Regions from separate parts of the Urocitellus parryii genome. Here region 1 is linked to region 2. A link is a contact called in public Hi-C data. All regions are on one chromosome and are shown on one strand. The core of a region is the stretch at or near the end of the contact, and the rest is flanking DNA. Distances in the headings are between cores, read along the strand shown.

Region 1 (5,833 bases), core at 1,361-3,860, 320 kb after region 2:
GCTGAATCTAGGAACATTCTACCACTGAGCTACATCTTCAGACCTTTTTAATTTTTGAGACAGGGTTTATTAAGTTGCCCAGGCTGACCTGGAACTTAAGACTATCCTGTTTCAGTTTCCTGAATAGCTAGGATTATAGGCATGCACCATCATACCCAGCTCACAAAAGAGTTTATTAAAGTAGTAGGTCAAACTCAAAAGGAAAGCAGAGTGTTTTTCTTTTAAAACCACTATTTTCTACAATGTCTTTTCCTTAATAAATAAAAATAAATGGCCCTATTCTGTCATGTCTCTCATTCTTCTTCTCTGAAATTTTGACCAGCAGAAACTGCAGTACAATGCAGTCGTTCCTGCTGTAGAGTACAGTGAGTTCTGAAATCATACTGCTGAGCTTCAGTCTCAATCCTGATTTATTATTGTGGGGCCTTGGGCAAGTTAATTAAATCCTTGGTGCCTCAGTTTCCAACATCTGTAAAATGGGGATAGTGAAAAGCACCTACATCATTCTTGGCTTTGGTGTAAAAATTGAGATAACCCACAAAAACACTTCGAAAAGAGCCTGAACCATAGAACATGCTCAATTATTAATACTTATTATATTGTATTATATTATATATTTGAGATGCCTGCTGACAAGTCTGACTACAAACTAAGCTGGAGGTTCTACAAAGCAGTGATAGTTGCCAAACCCCACAGGATACTGCTTTGATATATGACCCACCACAGAGATCAAATCTGGCTTCCTGAGTGGTCTGAAAATTATTCCCAACATGTCACAACAGGAAATGGAAAGCCTATCACCAACATGACCTGGACAATTGCCAATTTTCTAACATAAACCCAAAACCTCAACAAATCTGTTCCCTTGAACTGTATGTATCCAAAATGAGTTAAATATTTTTATTCCTAATGAGTTATATATGATTAACACACATTAAAGCACAATTTTCACATAAAGATAAATACAATACATTCATAGTGACCTCTTCAAATAATTTGACCCATAGTTCAAGTAAATAATCAGTCTTTTAGATAGGATATAGGGAGGAAGAGGTGGAAGAGGAATGCAAACTTTAATAGATTCTGCCAACAGTAACTGTGTCTAATAACCAAAGGTCATATAAGTATATTCAATTTAAGAAAATACCTATCTATAGGTCACACACATGGTTTTTAAGCCATACTCCTATAATAGTAGCAGCAGTAGCACCTTTTAAGATGAAAGTCAACAAGACACACACAAGCATTTAAACTCCCATACGTACTCTTGAACTAAACAAATACTATTATATTGTAGCGACTTAAAAAGGTATGTAGAACTGACAGTTAAATTATTTCCATACTGACTTCATCATCTAGAAAATAAACTTCTAAATTAATTCTTTATGCATAAAAGGAAAAGCATTCAAGTCAACAAACAATTATATAAGCCACAATGATGCTGCAGGAACTGAGCTGCATGGCTCAAAAAGTTTGCTTGTAGAAGTGAACTTCTGAATCTCATATATGTGTTTATACATGGTCACTACTGCTTCAGTTATAAACAGGAATTTCTTTTCAAAGGAAAACAAATGTCAGCTTTTGATATGCATCATGTATATGTAATTATTTTCTATGTGCTCCACAGTTTTAAAATGGCATACAAATAAAGAATACCACAGAACCACATGGCATTGGCTTCTGTGGTTCAACAAGTTTTAACATCAAAACACACATATACACACATACACACACACACACACACACACACATGTTTTTATATACACAAATAAATCTAAAATAGAAAAACTGAATATAATGCTTAAATTTGGGCAAATTTAGCGAAAGTAAAATCCACTAAGTTCAAAATTAATATTTTCTTGGGTCATACTTCCATTCTATTCAAGTTCTTCGACGTCCTGAAGAAAAAGGGTGAAATTTCAAGTATGAATGAGGGTACATCCGTAACCAGGATGAGTTTAACATCACTTAGGTATATCTGTTGTAAAATAAACCATCATGAGAGTCCTAGCCTCACAGTTGACCCCAAATCCGTGAACATGACAGCTAACGAATCTTCGCTGGTACAATTCAACTCACCTCGCAGCTCAGAGGCATAGCAAAATCGGTGGCTGTGTTTTGGGCTGCCTTTGGATTCTGCATCTGTTTCAAACCTAAAACCTAGCTACCCAGGGAGCTTCACCTGCAGAAACCTGACACAATGAAATCGCTATCGCGATTTAAAAGGTACCTGGTGTTTTGTACTGAAGAGATTACGTAAATTTTGCCAGGTGGGACTTTTTTTTGTCCTCCTTCAAACACGGGAGCAGCATTAAGTTAAATCCTCTTGCTTTGCAAGGCCCTAGAGTCAACCTGCTTCTGTCCAAGATTAAAATTAAAACCTCCAACCACACTCCCCTCTTAAAAGACGAAAATTGAATCCATGCTCCAATCCAGGGGTAAAACAGAATAGCTTTCAAGCCACCACACCCTCCTTCCTCATCATCCAGCCCGATTCCAGGCCGCAGACGAACTAGGACTGTGAGAAAGGAGCTGCAGGTTCCGGACCGGACAGGCCCTGACCCACGGAAGGGGAAGAGAAGCAGCAAGAGTCCGGAGCCCCACAGGTACGTCCCCGGCGTCGACGCGTGACGTCAACGCGTTGACGTGAACGGCCGTTCAGCGTCCAGCCGCCCCTACACCTCCTCCTCAGGCCACTCGCGGAGCTTCGTCGGCGCCTATTGGGCGGTGTGGGAACAGTGGGCGGGCTGGGGCTGGGTCGCGGGGAGGAGGAGGAGTGGGCGAGCTGGCTGCGAAGCCCTGGCTCAGCGATCACCTCACCGTCACTCACGCATTCTTGCTTGCCCCTGCGGTGACCTCGGTAAAGGACCGGAGGAGGCCTGCAGCGGGAGGCATTTTCAAAAGGCTGCCGATGCGCTTCACTCTGGTGTCATTGCAAACTCGCATTCCACTCCGGCGAGAGACCACAGTGCCCGGGAGCAGCGCGTGGGACACCAGAGAGCCCTGGGCGCAGCAGGGAAAAGCCAGAGCAGCCGTCAACGAGCTCTAGTTCTCAAACAGATCAAGAGATGTGGGCCTTGGAATTTAGACCTGTACCAAATATCTGTGCCTCTAGGTCGCAGACAGAGTAATGCACCAGTGTCCTCTCGCCTTACACATCGTCGTCGCTGATTGTGCACTCAACATACATGGGAGGAAAACTGATAACCTAAATTTAGCAATACGCACTTTCAAAACTAACGCTTGAAAATTATTCTGGAGAAATATATAATCTGAATTATTTCTGTTTACAATTATATCCTGTCACAGAATTCAGTATGCCAGCTTCTCGTGCTCAAGGAGCTATATTCCCATGCAGAGCGAAAAGCTGCAGGGGGAAGAACGCCTAGGCTACAAAAGTGTAGCCACTTTGGTGAGCTGGTGCAGGCTTTGCACTTCTTGAGCAGTATGCGTACCACCGCTGGGTGGCAGAATTAAGATCTGTGAATGTTGAGTGGCTTATCTATAATTAATGTTTTATGAATATATAAATATAATACTTAATACCAGCTGCTTTTTGTAGAAGTATCTTGTTAATATTATGTATGTCTTAGTCTTTACAAATTTTCTATATTCACATACATATTCTCTATCAAATTTTTATCATAGGTTAGCAACTTGTCTGTTTTAACAAGTGAGTTTTTTCCATCCTTTTTGCCGGGGTGGGGAAATGGGGGATGTTGTGTATTTTCAAACATGGCCAGGGCTTCAAAGCTAGCATAGTGCCCACGGTGGTGGTGGGTGTGTTCACAATGCAGTCAAGCTGCTTATGATTGCTTTTATGACTTATATTAAGGTAGAATTGTGAAACCATCATACTATAGAAGCATAATTTTCTTTCATTTTAAACATTGTTAGGTAAATTTCTTAGCTTCTTTTTAGAAAATGTGGGAAATCAAGCAAAAATTTTTCTAAACAGTGAAATTTTTCACAAGAGAGTTGCAGATGTTTTATGTTTTCTTTTCTCATTGTAGATATGTAGCCTAATTTTGGAAAGAATCACTTAGATTTTGATTACAATAGACAGTAGTCAGTCTGTCAATCATCTGCTTTCTATAAAGATGAAAAAGAATTCTTTTACAGTAGTGTTAGTTCCTACTGGTGGATTATCCCAAGGTAACTTTTATGTGGACAAAAACAAGTCTACTTGTATATTTGGTTTGCTGTAAAACTATTTATAGTATGCACACTTTATTCACCTCTAAGAACTTGTTTTAAAATGCATACTTTCTGGTGTACAGAATCATCACACTAGAAGTTCCAATCTTCACTTTGCATCAGAACCCTTTAGGGAGTTTCAAAAAAATATCTTTGCTTAAGTCCCCTTCCCAAAAATTCTGTTTTATTTGGCTTGGGTATTGGGGAATTGAACCCAGGAAATTCTAGCACTGAGCTACATCTCCAGCCCTTTGCCATTTTTATTTTTTATTTGGAGACAGAGTCTCACTAAATTGCTGCCACTGGCCTTGAACTTAATGATTCTCCTGCCCTAGCCTCCTGAGTTGCTGGAATTATAGATGTGCACCACAGTGCCCAATTTTAATATATATTTTTATAAGCCCTCAGTATACAGGAAGTATTTGAAGACATAGCAAAATAAATTATCCAAATAAGTCAGTTTCTTCTACTTTAAGTCACAGGGGCTTTTGCTGTTGTTGTTGTTGTTGTTGTTAGGACTGACCTTAAGCAATAATAAGAAAAACTCAACCAGTATTCAAATTAGCTTTACTCCTCCCTGATTACTCCCCATGTGCAACCCCCCAATCAACCAAATCCTTAAGACCTCAAGGAAGAGGAAAAGAAGAAAAAGATTTAACTCATAGTAGTAAGAGTTTAGCAATTTCAACCAGATCTAGGATAGCTTGTTTAGTTGTGTTGCTGGTAACCTAGCAGATAAAGAGAGAAATGAATGGTGGACATGACCAGTGAGGGAAAGTGAGTTAAACCTTACCCTCTTGTCAGTAATTCTGTTCTGGAAATGGTGGGTTGGATTTCTTAGAACAGGCCAAAAAAAAAAAAAAAAAAAAAGTCCAAAAGAGCACTGGAAATCATATCTCAGTGTCTCCTAGATTCTTACTTATAGGACCCAGTCAAACTTCTCTGAACTTTTCTTCAAGTGAAAAAACAAGATGGGATTATTTCCTTTAATAACAATACATTTTTTTAAATTTCAACAGAAAACGAGACTAACAAGCAAGGCATAAATCTGCCTCATATATTTGTGAATTGTTTCAAAACAAGAACTTTTACTGCTTATGTGTCATACACTTGGAAAAGGGAATAAAAAGGATAAAGAGACTCTTAATAGCCAAATGAGGTGGCATGTGCCTGTAATCCCAGAGGCAAATTGAAAGTTTTTGGCTTCTTTTTCACTTAAGCCTAGGAGTTTGGGGCTAGTTGGGCAACATAGACCGGGTTAAAATAATAACAAACAAACAAAAAAGACTCTATCAATGAAATAGTATCGAAGTTCTAATCTAGATTTGTCTCCAGATTCTACCAGCCCCAGGGAAATAGTTGAATAATGATCTTTTCTTTTCTTGTCCTTTGTCTTTTTCACAAAGATAATATCAAGGTATGTAGAATAGCTTTGCATTCCTGTTTATATTGGAGGCCTTTGACATGGCAAACAGTTTTCCAGTTCCATGTGATTCTTTTCTATAAAATCCTTCCTGAGCCTCCTCAGGTGGAGATTCACATATTCAAAACATTCTCACAAAGTGATTCCTTTCTCATGTTCTGCACAGGTAAAGATTCAGCATTTCATTTTATTCTTACTAGAAATATAGTATGA
Region 2 (6,085 bases), core at 762-3,261:
AATCTTTTTCCACTTTAGTCTTTTCTTCTGTACCTGCAGATTAAAGGCAAGTTCTCTGCCCTGGTGGCGCATGCCTCCTAATCCCAGGATCCGGGAGGCTGAGGAAGGAGCACCTCAAGGTCAAGGCCAGCCTCAACAATTTAGAGAGGCCCCAAGAAACTAAGCAAGACCCTGTCTCTAAATAAAACATAAGAAGGGCTAGGGATGTGGTTCAGTGGTTAAACGCCCTTGGATTCAATCCCTGGTACCAAAAAACAAAACAAAACAAAACCCCACAAGCTCTCCACACTTACTGCAAGTGTTTCTAAAATACCAAAAGCATTCTGCAGGTTCTTTGAGATTCAAAGGGAAAGGGAGGAAAGAAAATATGTCTGAGTGAATGCAGTAATGTCTAAGAGGAAAAAATAATATAATGCTACAGAATTATTTGAGAGCAAGGACATTGATTTAATTTAGGGCCTTAGTGCAATTGTAAAGAATACCTATTGAATAACTTGAAAAGAAAGATTAGGTTTCTTGAAAGAAAGCCCATGAAGTTTTTTTTGAGCTAAAACGTGTTGTTATTCGAGATGCTATAAAATAATGCTAAAATGATTTCTAATCACAATCTTCAGGTTTTGATTCGCTTGAATGTCAGATCCCGCGCACCCTCCCCACCAACAGGGACCCGGGCATGGGTGACCTGTCCACGTGCCGACGCATTACAAATCTTTAAAGCTCTGCTTCCCACCGCCTGAGCTTCAATGTACTACATCACCCTTGGACAAGCAGAGGCAGCCGAGTGCGGCACTTTGGCACTGCCCGGAGCATGCTCAGTTGAATCCCGACCCACTTCTGCAGGTGTGAGCTCCGGCGTGCGTGGGTTTAGTTTGCCAAGGACAGAGAGAAAGAGAGAAACCGAATTGTTTAAAGCCTCATCTCTTTTTGACAGCAATCCCTGACCTGACGGCAGAACCTACCCAGTCTGGCTGCAGAAGCCATCATACGCTTTAGTTTGCAAAATCCACCTCTCCGCATTTTCACAGCAACCTACCGCCAAGAGGGAGGCGCTGGAGTAAAAGGGCCGGTTTGGGGCGTGACCAAGAGGCCGGCAAAGAAGAGCCGGGAAGGAGGAGCCTGGTCCTCGCCCCCAAATTCACTTGCTCTCTCACGTCTTTAAAAAAATAAAAATAAAGTCACCAACGTTGCAGGATCGTACAAGCGAGAAACTTATATAGATGTGTAAAAAAAAAAAAACAATTTTAGAATTATTCTGCCTTTAAAAAAAATGTTCTTTTGAGAAGATACAGAAACCACAAATAGAAATAAGAAAATGAAAAAAATAAAAATAAAAAATCCTCGGAACCCCAACTCTCAGCAGTCACCAGTGGATGTCTGCCGTGTTTTCTGACAGCCTCTTCCGTGTGCAGGCTTTGCTTTAAATAGCGTTCATTAATTGACAGCGCACAGCCGGGAAGGCCTGAGAAGCTTCTGATTGCAAGGTGGCTGGACGGACTTGGCTAGGTTTGGGAGTGTGTTGGTTGAACAGCCTCTTCCATTAGCGTCCACCATGCCACTCTAAGAATCTTAGCCTTTTCCGGGATGTCCTTGAACACCAGTGAGTGCGACGCTCAAAAAAGTTGCGGTGGAAGCCCAGGTGGCGCCCTGCCCCCCGAAAATTTCCAGTCACGCTGCCCAAGCACGACAGCGCCTAAAATAAGTGCCCTCCGCTGGTTAAATAACCCTAGGCGTGCTGGTGCGGAGCCCCGGGGGCCACTGAGCCCCGCCCAGAGGCTGCGCTCGCTGAATCAGGGACTCCGGGGCTCACGGCAGCCACTCCGTGGTCCTCTGCGGGTGGATGCCGCGGTTCCCACTGGCTCGCCCCGCGCCCCGCCCCCGCCCCCGGCCGCGGCTGCCGCGAAAACCCGGCGGCGACACCCCGCGCAGCCCCGCGCCTCCACGCCGCCCGGCTAGTCGCACTGGGCATGCTCGGCACCGGCCGGCTCCGGCTCCTGTAGTTGGTAAGCTCCGCACTCCTGGTCGCCAGTGGCGCAGCCCGCGTAGCTGCGAGGCGCCGGCGGAGGCGGCTTGACCGCACTAGGCACCTCCAGGCATCGGGCTCAGAGCGCGGCGCTGCGGCAGCTTTCCAGCTGGCCATGGCGAGGGGTGCACGGCTACCACCTGAGTGGCGCAGCGGTGTCAGGTTAGCGGGAGCACCCAGAGCGCTGGAGCGGTGGGGTACGGGTGGGAGGGAGCCCCGCATCGGGTCAGCGGCCGAGCAGTCTCCCGAGCTGCGGAACTTTCGGGCGCCTGGTCTGGCACAGCCGGAGGCGGACACTGCTCGCTCCCTAAAGGCGCAGCGAGGTCCCAGCAGCCGGCTACTGAGGGTCTCAGGATGCTCGAGATCTGTTCGGGGCGGGGGCTGGCGGGCTGGGAACAGCCTCTCCTAGGCTTCTGCTGTAACCTTCTGAGGGCAGGGAACGCGTTGTCCACTGTGCGCTGCCCAGGTCTCCTGGGGCAAGTGGACGCCGAGCAGAAACGGGGGACCTCATCGGGTTCTGCATCACTCGGTTCACGGTGCCTCAGTTTACCCCGCACAGGGAGGAGAGTGTACTGGCTGTGGCACTGAAGGTGGTGCGTGCGGATTGTGCTTTAGGGGCCGAGAGGGCGCAGCGTCCTGGTGCTGCAGGAGTGCGGGAAACCGTGCAGCTTGCCGCCGCCTCGCGACTGGAGCTCTCAGAGTTTGTCGCATTTGACACCACAGCAAGTTGACATCGAACTGCTTCATGGCCTAGAGTGGGGAAACGTGCTTCGTTGGCTTAAAAAACTAAATATTTGCCAAACTGATTTATTGTGAACGTGAGCATTAACCTGCCTCCTCTAAAAAATATTATGCTTGAAAGTCGGGAGGTTTATAAAGCAAATTAGCATGAAAAACAAAAGAAGAATGCAGATCCATTATCTGTTCACGTTGTAGAAAATAATCTATTACAGTTCAGTGTCATTGTTTTTAAAGACACTTGTTAAGTTTGGTTACTGTAGCAGTCTTTATTTTGCCTTATCTTGGCATTATATGAAAAACTTGGAAACCTAGCACTGCAGAAGTGTAATGTTTTTTGAAGTTTTCTCACGTTTGTTTCTAGATGAAACACATTTTTCCCAGTTACTACTATGCTAAACATAGTAAAATTGTTCAAGATGAAATACAAGATGGGAAAAGATTTCTTTTCAGGAGAGAGTAAGTTAGAACAATATAGTTTTGACGTTTTACTAATACAGAAAATGCAATTTGTAGACCCCACTGGGGCTTCTACAGTTGGTTCTTCCTAAAACCCTCACTATTAGCCCTGTTGGTTCTAACCAGAGCAAGGTAAACAGTCTTTGTCCTACTGAGAACTAGTTTTACCTCTGCCTAAACCTAAATGCTCAAGCCTGTTTCCCTAAGTACTACTTAGTGGTTCAGTTGTTTATTTATTAAGCCTATTACAAATTTCTTGTTCACAGCCTTAATAGACCTTTAAAATGCATTGACATTTCATTGAGCTGTAAATAGCCTTTAAGGTGGGTTCTTGTTTATAATCTTGAGATGACTCGGACTCTGATTCCAGGTAATGTCTCCAAGTTGGCTGTATGTTATATTTATACATAAATGAGATGTAATAGCAGGAAAGACCTTGAATGCCTGGACAAGAGTAGCAAAATGATCACCATTTGCACAGACTAGACCATGGGTTCTCCCCTTTAGCCAAGTGATGTAGATTATTCCTAAATGTACTTCCTGCTGCTTCTGTAGAAAAACTTAGAAAACCCCAACAGAAATATTGAATAATTCTGCTTCCCTTTTCTATGAAAATGCACCAAGGTTAAAATCTGCTATGATGTAATGTACCCTGTACATCAGTCTGAATTCCCAAGTGGAGGTAGGGAGAGTCTCCCCTTAGCCTTATGCTCCTCCTGATCTGTAGGAATCAGCTGAACCTAATTTACCTTTTAGGAATGTGAAGTTTAATACAGATCCATAGGCCCACTACTGTATCTAAAAATCCTAAGTATTTTCTCAGTGCTAAGGGGAAAAAAAAATTAAGTCTAACCAAAAGCTAATTTACATACTACCCTTGGCTTCAAAAAATCCATGTGTCCTAACATAATACTAATAAAATGAACAAGAGTTAGGTTAAAGAGAGCTTTAATTATTGCTAATGAAGACAAAATAACAAAGCAAACTTTGTGTTCAAGTTAAAAGAGGGGTAATAATCTCTTCTTCTTTGTACTTAACTGTTGGGTTTTAAAGTTCAATTGCTAGGCACCTCATTTTTAGGTGACTTCCATGTGTTTGGATTTCTGTATTATTTGGTGTTAATATGCTTTCATAGCAAACCATTGACTTTTAGAATAGATCTTTTGTCCTTAATTTATTGAACTGCTTCTTTGGCTTGCAATTTATGTATTTGAGGCTACTTAAATTTTGCTTAATTTGGATTTTTAGTAATTTTTGTGTAAGAACTTCCAGATACTGAAATGTTAAATACATATTGTAGCCAAATTATTTTTATCCTCTGACCAGCCCAGTGAGATTTGTTAGGCAGTGTTTTGTTTTTGATTCTTAATTCAGAAATCTTGTATATGATATCACTTCTCTGACTTGTCATTTGACCTAGCACTTGGGGTGCAAGTTACCTTTTCTAGCCAAATCCAGGGGGACACTTAAAACTTCTACAATATTTTGTAATCCACAGCAAATCACATTAAAGTTAGAAATAGACTTGAATGCAAATGGTTGATTTTTAAGTTTGCTGTAATACCTCTCTGGAATGGTTTAAATATTTAGGGGTTTGATTGATTATGTGATAATAAGCAATTCAGAGCTGTCAGAAGTAGTTTGTAAGTCATACTCCCTAACAGAAGTTCTGCAGATATTTTATTGGTCTTGCCTCTACCTCCACTGAAGTTCTTTACCCATTAAAATATCACGTTAATTTTTCTTCTCCACAAACTTTTATAGTTAGGCCTCTGAGGCTGCAAAATGAGTAAGACTCGATGACTCATGATCTGATTCAGTGATATGCTTGAGGACAAATAAATTACAGTACCAGTGCTTCAGTCTGTGCATGCATGCAGGCCTGAGAGAGAAGGAGGAGAGGAGAGGGCCTCATAGAAGTGGTTACATTTCCACAGGATCTTAAGGAATGCCTGAGGACGGGGTCAGCGTCTTCAAGCACAGAAGTGGATCCTCTGGGCAGAAGGAACACAGTTAAGGCAGGCAGAAAAATGACTCCCCGGGATGTCCACTCTGAGAGTGTGCAGATATGGTAAAGGATCTCAGGATGGGAAGGTTATTCTGGATCATCCAGCTGGGCCTACTGTAATCAGAAGTGTCCTTAGTGAAGGAGGGAAGCAGAAGCTAGTGTCAGTACTGCCACGTGGGAAAGATTCTCCATCACTGGCTTTGAAGATGAGAAGGGGCTGCAAAATAAAGAATGAGGGCCGCCTCTAGGAGCTGGCGAAGACCAGGACGAGGATCCTTACCTTACCAATCCTTGATTTTAGCCCATTAAGACTTGACAATAGGGAATGAAAGGAAGCAGGGGAGGGGGAAGACAGTGGAATGAACTTGACCGAACTTTCCTATGTACATATATGAATACACCATGGTGAATCTCTCTATCATGTACATCCACAAGAAATTAATTAGAAAAATAACTATGGGTAAAAGGCAGATCAGTAGAGAGCAGGGAGCAGGGGGTGAGGGAAGGAAGGGGAAGGAGAGGTACTAGAGACTAAATTCGAACAAGATATATTCCATGCTTTTGTAATTTTGTCAAAATGAGTCTACTGTCATATATAACAAAAAGAACCAATTTTTTTTTTAAAAAAAGACACATGTTAAACTTCTAAGCCTCATAACTGCAAGATCATAAATTAGTGTCATTTTAAGTCACTAAATTCGTGGTATTTTCCAAAGAAAGCAAACACAACCATATACAAAGAAAGATTTGGAAATAATGAAGTAAGGGGCAGGGGCAGTATGAGAGGAGTAAAGTAGTCCTTTTGTTGTGATGAACTCAACCTCATGTATGTGAGTTTGCATTTTATCCCATTATACGTA

The links. Hi-C and Micro-C count contacts between places; a contact is called where the count stands out from the background.
Region 1: a contact with region 2 is called in a Hi-C map of muscle, with 4 times the contacts expected there. The contact joins the promoter of Clcn3 here to the promoter of Mfap3l in region 2. A contact is called at or near these places in 2 of 2 Hi-C or Micro-C datasets (liver and muscle).

The regions. Positions count from the first base shown.
Region 1 is chr14:41,419,816-41,425,648 of mUroPar1.hap1, forward strand. Clcn3 (chloride voltage-gated channel 3) reads right to left here and starts at 2,611. Exons shown (of 15, transcript XR_003300881.2): 1 at 2,080-2,611.
Region 2 is chr14:41,097,717-41,103,801 of mUroPar1.hap1, forward strand. It overlaps Mfap3l (microfibril associated protein 3 like), which reads left to right and starts at 2,012. Exons shown (of 3, transcript XM_026389737.2): 1 at 2,012-2,182.